Linked DNA regions of Pan troglodytes: region 1 is linked to region 2. A link is a contact called in public Hi-C data. All regions are on one chromosome and are shown on one strand. Each heading gives the region's core, a stretch centred on a gene start, on an enhancer-like site or on the middle of the called end of the contact. The rest is flanking DNA. Distances are from core to core; before and after follow the strand shown. Region 1 holds the start of AK3 (adenylate kinase 3). Region 2 has its middle 43 kb from the start of RIC1.

Region 1 (6,376 bases), core at 3,293-5,792, 830 kb before region 2:
TTTTTTTTTTTTTTGAGACGGAGTCTCGCTCTGTCGCCCAGGCTGGACTGCAGTGGCGCGATCTCGGCTCACTGCAAGCTCCGCCTCCTGGGTTCACGCCATTCTCCTGCCTCAGCCTCCCGAGTAGCTGGGACTACAGGCGCCCGCTACCACGCCCGGCTAATTTTTTGTATTTTTAGTAGAGACGGGGTTTCACCGTGTTAGCCAGGATGGTCTCGATCTCCTGACCTCGTGATCCGCCCGCCTCGGCCTCCCAAAGTGCTGGGATTACAGGCGTGAGCCACCGCGCCCGGCCAGTTTTTCTTTACTATATAGTTCTTTACTATATAGTTTTTCTTTACTATATAGTTCTTTACTATACAGTTTTCTTTAAAGTGACTTAGCTTTAAAAATTAATAGCTATAATTTTCATGAAATACAGCTTTGATGTGCTAGATTTATGTCTGTTTCAATTCTGCTTTGAAATAAATAAAAAGTTTTTGTCTATCTAAAATGTCTATCTCATGAATCTCATCGTCTAATTCATGTCTATCTCATGAATCTCAATGTGGGAAATACTGCATAGAGAAAAGAGTATTTAACGCGGAGAAATCTACGTTTTCACCCTAATCCCCCAATAAATACTGTTTACTATCAAGCAAGTTCTCCTGAACTCAGTCTCCTCATCTCTAAAAGAGAGGTCTAACTCTGAGAGGCCGAGGCGGTTGGATCACCTGAGGTCAGGAGTTCAAGACCAGCCTGCCAATACGGCAAAACCATCTCTACTGAAAATAAATTAGCCAGCCACGGTGGTGCAAGCCTGTAGTTCCAGCTACCTGAGTTGGGAAGCTGAAGCAGCAGAATCGCTTGAACCCAGGAGTTGGAGGTCGCAGTAAGCCGAGATCGTGCCATTGCACTCCAGCCTGGGCGACAGAGTGGGACTCTGTCTCAAAAAAATAAAATACAATAAAAGAGACGACTGGACTAAATGTCTTAAGGGCAGATTCAAGTTCCCTGACTCCAAGTTTCAGTGATGACCTACAGTTATTCCAGCTTTGCTACTGTCAATGAGTTGCCTAAAGTTTCCAGTGTCCTTATCATATCTCCTGGGATGATTTTAAACCTTAGCTATAAAATACAGCCATGGGTTATAAAATATAGCACCCTCATGAAACAATGACTGGAAACTAAATTGGCACAATCCTTCTGTTGTATTATTTGATAGTACCATATTTGTAGAAATTCCATACTAGGAATTTATTTGAAGGAAATAAGCAAAGATTTGCCAAATGTTTATGTGCAGGGATAGTCATAACAGTATTTATTACAACAAACAATAGTTAACAACATACGCGTCCAATAAAAATGTTTAATAACTATACAACTTTGATAAAATTAAACATCTTTTTTTTTGAGACAGAGTTCCGCTCTTTTCACCTAGGCTCGAATGCAATGGCGCCATCTCGGCTCACTGCAACCTGCGCCTCCCAGTTTCAAGTGATTCTCCTGCCTCAGCCTCCCAAGTAGCTAGGATTACAAGCGCCCACCACCATGCCTGGCTAATTTTTGTATTTTTAGTAGAGACAGGGTTTTGCCATGTTGGCCAGGCTGGTCTTGAACTCTTGACCTCTGGTGATTCACCCACCTCAGCCTCCCAAAGTGCTAGGATTACAGGCGTGAGCCACCCCGCCCAGCTTAAACATCACTTTTAAGACGCTTAATGATGTGTGAACATGCTCACTATAAATGAGAATAAAAAAGTAACCTATCATTTACAATATGACAATTTGTTTTTAGAATACAACCATTTTGCAAATACAAATGCAACAGAAATAAAAAAGAAAAAGAAAAAAAAAGAATAAAAGAAAATGCACCCAAGAGTTAATTATAATCATCTCTGTGTGGCAAGGCAGAATTATGAGGGATCTTAATTTACCTTTTTTACATTTGTATGAAATAGATATAGTTTCCTTCTTTTGTAATAAATATGCTTTACTTTTTTTTTTTTTGAGACAGGGTATCACTCTGTCTGTCACCCAGCTTGGAGTGTAGTAGCACAATCTCGGCTCATGACAACCTCTGCATCCCGGGCTCAAGTGATACTCCCACCTCAGCCTCCAGAGAAGCTGGGACCACAGGCGCGAGCCACCATGCCCAGCTAATTTTTTGTATTTTTGGTAGAGACGGGAGTTTCCTCATGTTGCCTAGGCTGGTCTTGAATTCCTGACCTCAAGTGAACTGCCCGACTCAGCCCCCAAAGTGCTGGGATTACAAGCATGAGCCATTGCGCCAGGCCTCCTCTGCTAGACTTTGGTTAACCTGACCCCAACCAGTAGCAGTATCTGGGACTGTTTAATGTCACCTAACTACTTCAATATGTCGCATTAACAACATTTAGCAAGCAAGTCAAACAACCTTTGTTCTTTCTTTCTTTTTTTTTCGAGATGGGGTCTTGCTCAGGCTGGAGTGCAGCGTTGCAATCTCGACTCACAGCAACCTCCGCCTCCCAGGTTCAAGCGATTCTCTCTCCTCAGCCTCCCGAGTAGCTAGGATCACAGGTGCCTGCCACTGCGCCCCGCTAATTGTTTTTGAATTTTTTATAGAGACGGAGTTTCACCAAGTAGCCCAGGCTGGTCTAGAACTGCTAAGGTCAAGTGATCCACCCGCCTTGACCTCACAAAGTGCTGGGATTACAAGTGTGAACTGGTTAAATAAATCATACTAGATTCAGAAAATACATACTACAAAAACAGAATGAAATGGATTTGTCCGTTTTCATGTGAAATATATCCCAGACACAAAGTGAAACCACACTAGTGCAGAGTATATACACATAGTGTGCTCACATATTACATACAAGAAAAGATACACGTTGGCCGGGCGCGGTGGCTCACACCTGTAATCCCAGCACTTTGGAAGGCCGAGTCGGGTGGATTACGAGGTCAGGAGATGGAGACCAGCCTGGCTAACACAGTGAAACCCCATCGCTACTAAAAATACAAAAAATTAGCCCGGCGTGGTGGCATGCGCCTGTAGTCCCAGCTCCTAGGGAGGCTGAGACAGGAGAATTGCTTGAACCCAGGAGGCAGACAGAGCAAGACTCCGTCTCAAAAAACAAACAAACCAAAAAGAAAAAAAGAAAAAAGGTACACGTATCTGCGCTTAAAAAGTAAAGCTTTCTAGAAGGAAACTCTGTTCCCCTCCGAAGAATGGGACTGAGGTAGGGAACGAAAGAGGGCGCTGTTTTTTATGCTATGCACGTCTATCCTGTTTGCTATCCTCACAAAAAAAAAAAAAAAAAGGAAAACAAAAGTAAAAGGCCTTGTGTAAGCATTATTTCTATGTAAATGGGTTTCAAAATGAGTTTCAAAACGGGTTCTATTTTGAAAAGTAAGGTCAACATTTTTTGAGAAAAAAACTCCTGCTACTAGCTTTTCAAAAACAACCCTCTTAAGAGGGAATTTACACACCACAAATCCACCCATTGTATAGTGTAGATTCTTAACTGCCTTTCGTGCCGAGCTGTAAGAATTTATTTGGCATGAGAAACAAAATATTTTATATAACCATGCACAAGAATAGCCTTCGTGTCTACGAAATCTAAGGATATCAAAATGAGATAATTTTATGACTGCAACAAGGGTAAATACTACTTGGCCTTGGGAATATGGGGGAAAGGTCAGAACTACAAGATCTCATAGAGCTTAACCACACCAAAAAAGAGAAAAAGAAAGAAAGAAAGAAAGAAAGAAAGAAAGAAAGAAAGAAAGAAAGAAAGAAAGAAAGAAGAAAAGAAAAGAAAAGAAAACAGAACGAGCAAACTCTAGCAGGGCTAATGACAGTCTTCCAAATGCACCAGCACGTTGAATAAGCTGCAGCTCAGCTCGACGGACCCCCAAGAGTGGCTGCCACTGGGAAGACTTGGGCCTCTGAAACAAAGCCCCGTGGTTTCCTTTCATCTCTGAACTTCGAGCTTGACCTAACTTTCCAGTCCCTTCCCCCACCGCCACCCCATAACCCGCCCGAAGCGGCCCACGGAGGCCGGAGGTTTGGGGGCGCAGTCGCTCAGCAGCCCGAGGTCTCTGTCCCGGGCGGCGGGAGGGAAATGCCGCGCCCGCAGCCAGGGACCCGCGTGCCCAGCTTCGGCCCCTCGCCCGCAAAGTCCGACCCGGGTGACAGCGCACGGCCGGCCCTGGGCCCAGAGCTCCCACCTGTGCCCCGCAGCATGTTGCCCCGGAGCAGGTCCCCGCTGGAGAGGTGCTTCAGCTCGAAGTGTGTAGTGATGCGCGACGACACGGTGCCCTTGCCCGAGCCCGGGGCCCCCATGATCACCGCTCGCAGCAGCCGCGCGGACGCCCCCATGGCCGCAGACTGAGGCCCGCACGGCGCGGGCACCAGGGCTTTGGCCTGGCCTGCGCGCTCACCCGCTCGGCAGCCTGCGCCGGCCGGCTGGCAGCACCACTAGCAGGCGGCTACTGCGGTTCCCCGGCGTTCCCGGAAGTGAGCCGACAGCCACTGGGGCCGCCCAGACTGCGCGGGACCCCGCTGTTGCGTCCGCCTCTCGGCGACCCCGGCGCAGCCCCCGCCCCCGACCGAGCGCCTGTTCCCGCCCAGCCGCGCAAGCCGCGCCCCCTCTGCGCTCGCTCGGCCGCCCAGCTCCCACCTGCGCCTCTCCGCGGCCCCTCTCCACCGGCCGGCTGGGCCCGGATCCCTTCGGCGCCCCTCTGCACCCACCCCCACGCGCCCTCCACTCAGCTCAGATCTACCTCCGCGCCTCTCCGCGACCCCGGAACCCCGCGCCCTGTCCGGCCCATTCCCAGCCGGATAGACCGCGCTCCCCTCTGTCCGACCTTGGCAACTCCCGCGCGCCCCCTCCCCACCTCTAGTCGCCCCTCGGAGCCGCTTGGTTTCGGAATCCACCCGCATCCATCCCTCCAACAACCCTTTCGTAGCCCTCGCCCCTAGTCCATAGCAGGCGCTGCCCTACCCAGTCCTTGCCGGACACACCGCGACCCCTTTCGTGCTCCCCTGACAACCCTTGTCCCCGCTCCACCTGGCGCCCACTCGAATCCGCCCCTCCCCTCTACCCCCCTGGACCGCCAGACCCCCCGCTTCTGCACCCACTCCCGCCTTCGCCCTTCCCTCCTCCTCCTCTGCTGCCGAGCGCCCTCTTCCCACTCCCTCTCTGTGTAGAATCACAGGGAGTGACCTTGAGCCGAGAGGGCCTACCTCATTTTACAGGAGAGGAAATCCAGCTTTCATTGAGTGAGACTCTGTTATAAATAACGTAAAGGAGTGTGTGAAACTGTGGAGGCAGGCTGTTGTAGACAGGCGGTCGGAAAGGCTGTGAAGAGATGGCATGTGTGCCGAGCGCTTAATTAGAATACGGAAGAGAGAGACATGGGCCCTTCCTATGTCCAGTTTTAGGGAAAGGCCCTAAAACTGGAGGTTTGGCATGTTTCAAGAATGGAAACAGAGGACAAAAACATTCGAGTGAGTATCATTTTGCCTGTAAAATGGGCATAGAGGAGTAGAATGGAGGAGTTAAAATAATGTAGTACTTAGTGCAATGCCAGCTACAGGGTCAATGTTCAATAATGGTTGTCCATTTATTATCATTGCTTTGTCCTGGGACACTATGCTAAGGCAGAAAGAAGCCTCTCTGAAAATAAAACACAGTTACCATTCTCCTCAGAGGTCCAGAACTGATTCCAAAGAAGATAGAAATGACTTCAGGGTGAGACAGTCAGTGAATCTTAGCTGAGTGAATGGATGGGGGATTTCAATAGGTAGACAGCCTGGTACTTAGAAAAGGCATTAGCCTTTATACTTTCTGGTGTGGAAAAGAAAGAGAAAATACATACCTTGTACATTTTTTTTTCTTTGAGACAGAGTTTTGCTCTTGTTGCCCAGGCTGGAGTGCAATCGGCTCACGGCAACCTCTGCCTCCCGGGTTCAAGTGATTCTCCTGCCTCAGCCTCCCGAGTAGCTGGGATTACAGGCACACGCTACCGCACCCGGCTAATTTTATATTTTTAGTACAGACAGGGTTTCTTCCTGTTGGTTAGACTGGTCTGAAACTCCCGACCTCAGGTGATCCACCCGCCTTGGCCTTCCAAAGTGCTGGGATTACAGATGTGAGCCACCGCGCCCGGCCTCGTTTTGTTTGTTTGAGACGGGGTCTTGTTTTGTTGCCCAGGCTGGAGTGCTGTGATGCGATCTCAGCTCACTGCAACCTCTACTTCCCAGGTTCAAGTGATTCTTATACCTCAGCTTCCCGAGTAGCTGGAATTACAGGCACCCGCCACCACGCCCAGCTGATTTTTATATTTTTCGTAGAGATGGGGTTTCATCATGTTGGCCAGGCTGATCTCAAACTCCTGACCTCAAATGATCT
Region 2 (6,088 bases), core at 2,109-4,608:
ACCAGAGCCTCTACTTTCTTACATTCATCAATGAGACAGGGTGATTCACTGGACTACCCTGACACAGTCCCCTCCCTTTCAGGGCTGTGTGGCATAAAGGCAGCTCATCTAGTCGCCAGGGTGTTTCAGACTCTGTCTTGGGACTCTGAAACCCCCCAGTCAGCACTGTGTACTTGTGAGAAATACAAAGTATGTATTAGATATGCTCTACCTTGAGTTTAAGGAATGTATAGTGAGCTGGAGAAATACACCACAAAAACCAAAGCTACATGCAATCAAGTGACTGATAAGTGGGACCAGACCATAAGACCCAAAGGAATTCAGGGTGGGTGGGAGCTCCCCATGGACAGGAGTAGCTCAAGAGAGCAGGGAGGGAAAGAAAAATGCAATTTGGGAGGCCGAGGCTGGCGGATCACTTGAGGTCAGGAGTTTGAGACCAGCCTGGCCAACATGGTGAAACCCCATCTCTACTAAAAACACAAAAATTAGCCAGGCGTGGTGATGAGTGCCCACCAGTTACTTGGGAGGCTGACGCAGGAGAATTGCTTGAGCCTGGGAGGAGGAACTTCCAGTGAGCTGAGATCACGCCACTGCACTCCAGCCTGGGCGACAGAGCAAGACTCCATCTCAAAAAAAATTTTTTTTAAGTTTACAAAGCATTTTCAAATGTCTTGTTATACTAATTGAGCCTCACTACCACCTGGTAAAGGGAGTAGAACAAATATTCACATTTTATGGATGAGGAAACTTGGGCTTATAGAAGTTAAGTAACTTGCCTAATTTATCCCATTTCTTTTTCAGTAAAGTTACCAGTTTGGGCTGGGCATGGTGGCTTACACTTGTAATCCTAGCACTTTGGGAGGCTGAGGCAGGCAGATGGCTTGAGCTCAGGAGTTCAAGACCAGCCTGGGCAACATGGCAAAACCCTATCTCTACAAAAAATACAAAAATTACCCAGGTGTGATGGTGCACGCCTGCAGTCCCAGCTACTGGGGAGGCTGAGGTGGGAGGATCGACTGAGCCCAGGAGGTTGAGGCTGCAGTAAGTTGTGAATACACCGCCGCACTCTAGCCTAGGAAACAGAATGAGACCCTGTCTCAAAAAAAAAAAAAAAAAAAAGTTACCAGTTTGGTAGCTTAGGGACTTACAAGTTTGGTAGCTCATGGAGTTGCCATAGACATAGAATATATTGATTTTTAATCACAGCACAGAACAAGATGTACATTTATATCCTTGTGAGTAAGTGAATATGGTTGAGAGAAGAGGTTAGGTTGTCAAAGCAACTACTAAAAAATTGTCCTTTTCCCTCTGTCTTATGGGTAACTTGGATGAAAACATAGAAGATGAGCTTATAATATATGATGATTAATAAAGTAGGGAGAGAGAGTCAGTTGGATAGAAGAGTTTCTATTTTAAAATCCCAGGTTTCCATGGCTCACACCTGTAATCCCAGCATTTTAGGAGGCCGAGGCGGGCAGATCACTTGAGGTCAGGAGTTCAGTACCAGCCTGGGCAACATAGCAAAACTCCATCTCTATAAAAAATACAAAAATTAGCCAGGTGTGGTAGTGTGTGCCTGTGATCCCTGCTAATTGGGAGGCTGAGGTGGGAGGATCGCTTGAGCCCGGGAGGTTGAGGCTGCAGTGAGCCAAGATTGTACCACTGCACTCCAGCCTGGACAACAGAGTGACGCCCTGCCTCAAAAAATAAAAATAAAAAATAAAAAAATTAAGTCCCAGGTTGAATCACTAGGTCAAAACCAAAGAGGTAGAATGTAAGGTCCTGCTTTTGATCCACACACCTAAGATGGAAGAGCAGTTTATTAGCAGTTAATATGAAAAAGTTCTGGGGATTTAATAGAAAAGAATTTAAACAGTATCATACTCATAAACTACAAATGTGCCCTAAGTACAAATGCAGGTTGAATTGAAATCCAATTGCTTAAAAACTAAGGAGGTTGGGCATGGTGGTTCATGCCTATAATCCCAGCCCATTAAGAGGTCAAGGCAGGTGGATCACTTGAGCCCAGGAGTTTGACACCAGCCTGGGCAACATGGCGAAACTGCGTCTCTATAAAAAATACAAAAATTAGCTGGGCGTGATGGCGCACACTTGTAGTCCCGATACTAGGGAGGCTTAGGTAGGAGGATCACCTGAGCCCAAGGAGATCAAAGCTGCAATGGGCCATGACCTCACCACTGCACTCCAGCCTAGGCAACAAAGTGAGACCCTGTCTCAAAACAAAACAAAAACACTAAGGAGAACTTCAGCAGTGTTGACAGGACACTGTTCAGAACTGGGAACAAATAGTCCTATGGAACCTACTATGTCTAGGCCAGCCTACCTCTAGAATATTTTGTTCTATTCTGGGCCCGACTTGTTAATTGGGACATGAATAAATGAGAGTAGATCTGGAGGGAAGCACCCAAGATGGCAATCGGGCTTGAAGCCACCCCTAGACTAGGAATACTGGAAGAAGCTGGGTGCCTTTCTCCTGGAGAAGAATTATCAAGGGAAGACATGAGAGCCAAGATCAATGGGTGCAAGTTACATTGAAGCAGAATTTGGCCCAGAAATGGAAAGAATTCACTAACAACTAGAGCTGTTCATCAAAGGTTAACCTCCTGGTTCCTGGATATATCTACATAGCCTGGAGCTACCATTTTTCAGGATACTCTGGAAAGTATTCTTCCCTTAGGTGATGAAGTACAAATCTTCTTACTCTAAGATCCCATAATTCTTCAAACTAGACGCTTAACTCCTATGAGCCTCAGTTTCCTGAGAAGACTAAAATGAAATGGCTTGTAAATCCCCTTCCAGCTCTAACTTTCTATGAAGTACTTGGTCCTAAAGGGTACCCTCCTCTATGTTTCACAGAGATACCAGAAACAGGAGTCTTTTATCTTCAACTTGACTCTCAAGATGTTATCCTCAAGTGAACTTTTTTCTACCAGCTGAAATATGTCCTTAAAATCTTTGAGTCAATGAATCATGAAATGAGCCAGGTTTTCAAGTCTCATTTGTAGGGTTCCTTAAGAACTATGTCCACTTGCCACATTCTTTTCTGAATATTATTCTTTTTTTCTTCAACCCTGTTTTTTAACCCAAACATCCTGTTTTCAAACATCCTGTTTTCAGCCCTCTTTGTATCTAAGGATGGAACAAGGCTGATGACACAGACAAGAAACTTGTAAAACATAGCAAGTATCTGCCTTTTATCTGGTGAATAATGTCAGGACTAGAGAAGGGCTGATGTGAAATTCTGGGCTGGGCTTTAAGGCTTTAAGGCATAGTTTTGCCTCAAAGAATTGCCTCCAGACAGGACAAGTCACTGTAAGCAAAGTGTGTGGCTGCATCTGGACATGACAGGAGGTGAGCTGGGAAGTCCCTGCCCTTTCCCTGCACATGCACTTCCCCCATTTCTCCATCTTTCTACCTCAACACTTCACCTTCAGAGATAATTTCTTTCAGGCCTCAAAGCATTTTTAGACTTTAAGTTCTTTTGTTGCTGTTTATTAGCTCAACCAGGGCCATGTACCAGAACCTGGGGGAAAGGGCCATTTCTATGGAAATGGAGATAGGGTCCTGGCCTATCCTGAGAAAAGTGCAATCATGAGGAGACCATCCTGTTCTTTCTCATGTATTTTATCATTCATTTGGTACTAAGCACTGTACTAGGCACCAAGATAGAGAGATAGTAAAACATCAGCCTTGTCTTCAAAGGGTTTGCAGATCACAGAAGCCCTCTCTCTCTCTCATCTTTTACATAGGTGATATCCTATATAACAAGAAGAGATGTCACACAGGATGACTAAAACAGGCAAAGCAGCTGGAATATGTGTGTGGCTGGGGCAGCCCATGACAGGGCCTTAACCCTAGTAATGACGCTGACAGCTTTAGTCACTGAGGGGAATGGCCAGTACCTGCTGGTTTGGTCAATGGGGGACAACAATCAAGGAAGGGAAAAGTGATCTTATAAGGACTGGAGGGAAGTCAACAGAACATCTCAGCCAAGTGCCATACATTTTTTCTATAGAGTTCTATATTTTCTGGAACTCATATACAGAATTAAGTAAGAGTCACCCTGGGCTATATTGGTAAGGGCAAACAGCTGGAATTTCTTACAACTTTATTTTGAAGGCTCAAGCAGCGGAAGGCAGATGGAAGAAGTAACATGTAGTGGTGGTTCTCAGACTTTTTACCACCCCCAAAACATGGAAGATAATTCCTCACTCTCCGGTCAGTAACAACCACTGACTTCTGCAAAGATTCACAGCCATTTGGGGTACATACCAGAATATCATGGAGAAGCAGGAAATGGGGAGCAATTTCATAAAGCTTCCTACTTGAGTCTAACATAACCCTTTCCCACCTGCCCTGAGATGTATAGGTAGCTTGCCTGAGTTGAATCCAGCTCTGCCATTAACCAGCTGCATGACTACAGACAAGTCGTTCTCTTTGAACCTTAGTTTCCTCATACATAAAATAATGAACCTTACCTGGCAGTGTTATTGAGAGGAACTACAGAACCTACCACAGTTAGTATATAGCAATATAGCCAGATCTTTTTTTTTTTTTTTTGAGACAGAGTCTCACTGTGTTGCCCAGGCTGGAGTGTAGTGGCACACTCTCGGCTCACTGCAACCTCTACCTCGCAGGCTCAAGCGATTTTCTTGCCTCAGCCTCCCAAGTAGCCGGGATAAAGACACCCACCACCACGCCCAGCTAATTTTTGTATTTTTAGTAGAGATGGGGTTTCACAATGTTGGCCAGGCTGGTCTCAAACTCTTGACCTCAAGTGATCCGCCTGTCTCGCCCTCCCAAAGTGCTGGGATTATAGGCATGAGCCACTGCGCCTAGCCCATAAAGCTAGATCTTAATGAGCAATTAGCTACTAGCATAATAATTTGTTTTAAAAGCTATATTATAGGATAAGAGAGTCTACTCAGTCAGCCTTTATGCAAAAGTGAAAATCTTGGGATTCTCAGAAATATGCTCTCAACAGTAAATGCCCTATGTAACGAGGTGCACCAGCTTAGGCTGGGGCCATTGGGCCCATAAAATCTTAATTGTTAAAGTTAAGAAGTTGGGTGCAAGGACAGAGAAAAGCTACTATTCCCAAGTTGCCAAATTAAAAAAATTACCTATCTGGAAGGTAAATTTTTTTTACCCCTTAACAGATCTTTAAGTGTATAACAGAAGGGAGATTCAAAATTTACATTTGAAACTGATTGTTTGAGGGGAAAAAATCTAAATAAAAACTTTAACAATCACATAACTATAAAGCCAAGATCTTAATCTGGAACGGGAAGGTTAAGACCATTCATTAATTCAACAAATATTTACTGAGCAGCCCTGAGACTGTTTTCCTTGGGGTCTGGGAAGGGGAGCCATGGTCAATGGACTCTTGTTATCTGTAGGAATATTGATCCCTACCACAAGGTAGAGGGACAGGGAATAAAGGGGAGATAGTCCTCCTATGAGGTAAGGGTAGGGGATGTTCTAGAAGGCCCAGTTTATTTTTCTTTTCTGCCTTGTTATTTCTTCTCATGATTTTCTTTCAGTAAAATCTCTTTCCCACATCTCTTTCAGTAAAATTTTGTTAAGTGATAGTCTTGTTCTCTGTTTCGGGGAATTACAAGATGGACTCTTAATGGGGCTCTATTAGTAGATGGTAAGAATTCCTGGGAATTTCCAGAAATTCTTTGGGAAAAGTCAGAGACTAATCTTCTCACAGTTACATAAGGGGATGAAGCTGAAAGTTATTTGGGCATTAATGAGAAGTGTGGCCCACTGAAGGCTGGTGAAATCTGGACACCTCTGCTATACATGGTCCTTGTGGATGGTTTGAATGATCTTCCCAAATTGGCTGGGCACATTCCCATGATATCAGGCCGACGGGCATTAAAAATGCAAATTAGTTCACATGCTGGGGTACCATGCCCTGAACCAGCTGACTTTAATGGACTGCAGATTGCCAATCCAAGGCTATGTTCTTTCATTCCTTTCCTTGCCTTACTTACTTATCATTCATCCTTCCCCTAAGTTCTCTTGGGCCTATTGCCCAAATAAAAGTGAAGAAGAAATT

The links. A called contact is a pair of places that touch in the nucleus more often than the background predicts.
Region 1: a Hi-C map of blood shows a contact between it and region 2, with 6 times the contacts expected there. The contact joins the promoter of AK3 here to the enhancer-like site in region 2. A contact is called at or near these places in 2 of 7 Hi-C or Micro-C datasets (blood and stem cell-derived neural progenitor cells).

What each region holds. Positions count from the first base shown.
Region 1 is chr11:111,163,124-111,169,499 of NHGRI_mPanTro3-v2.0_pri, reverse strand. AK3 (adenylate kinase 3) reads right to left here and starts at 4,542. Exons shown (of 6, transcript XM_054657906.2): 1 at 4,191-4,542. The coding sequence starts at 4,341.
Region 2 is chr11:110,335,596-110,341,683 of NHGRI_mPanTro3-v2.0_pri, reverse strand. No RefSeq gene overlaps it. Among named protein-coding and RNA genes, the nearest start is that of RIC1, 43 kb to the right of the region's middle. Within about 2 kb of position 3,358, at least 1 of the 24 cell types and tissues checked has an H3K27ac peak or open chromatin away from gene starts, as enhancers often do.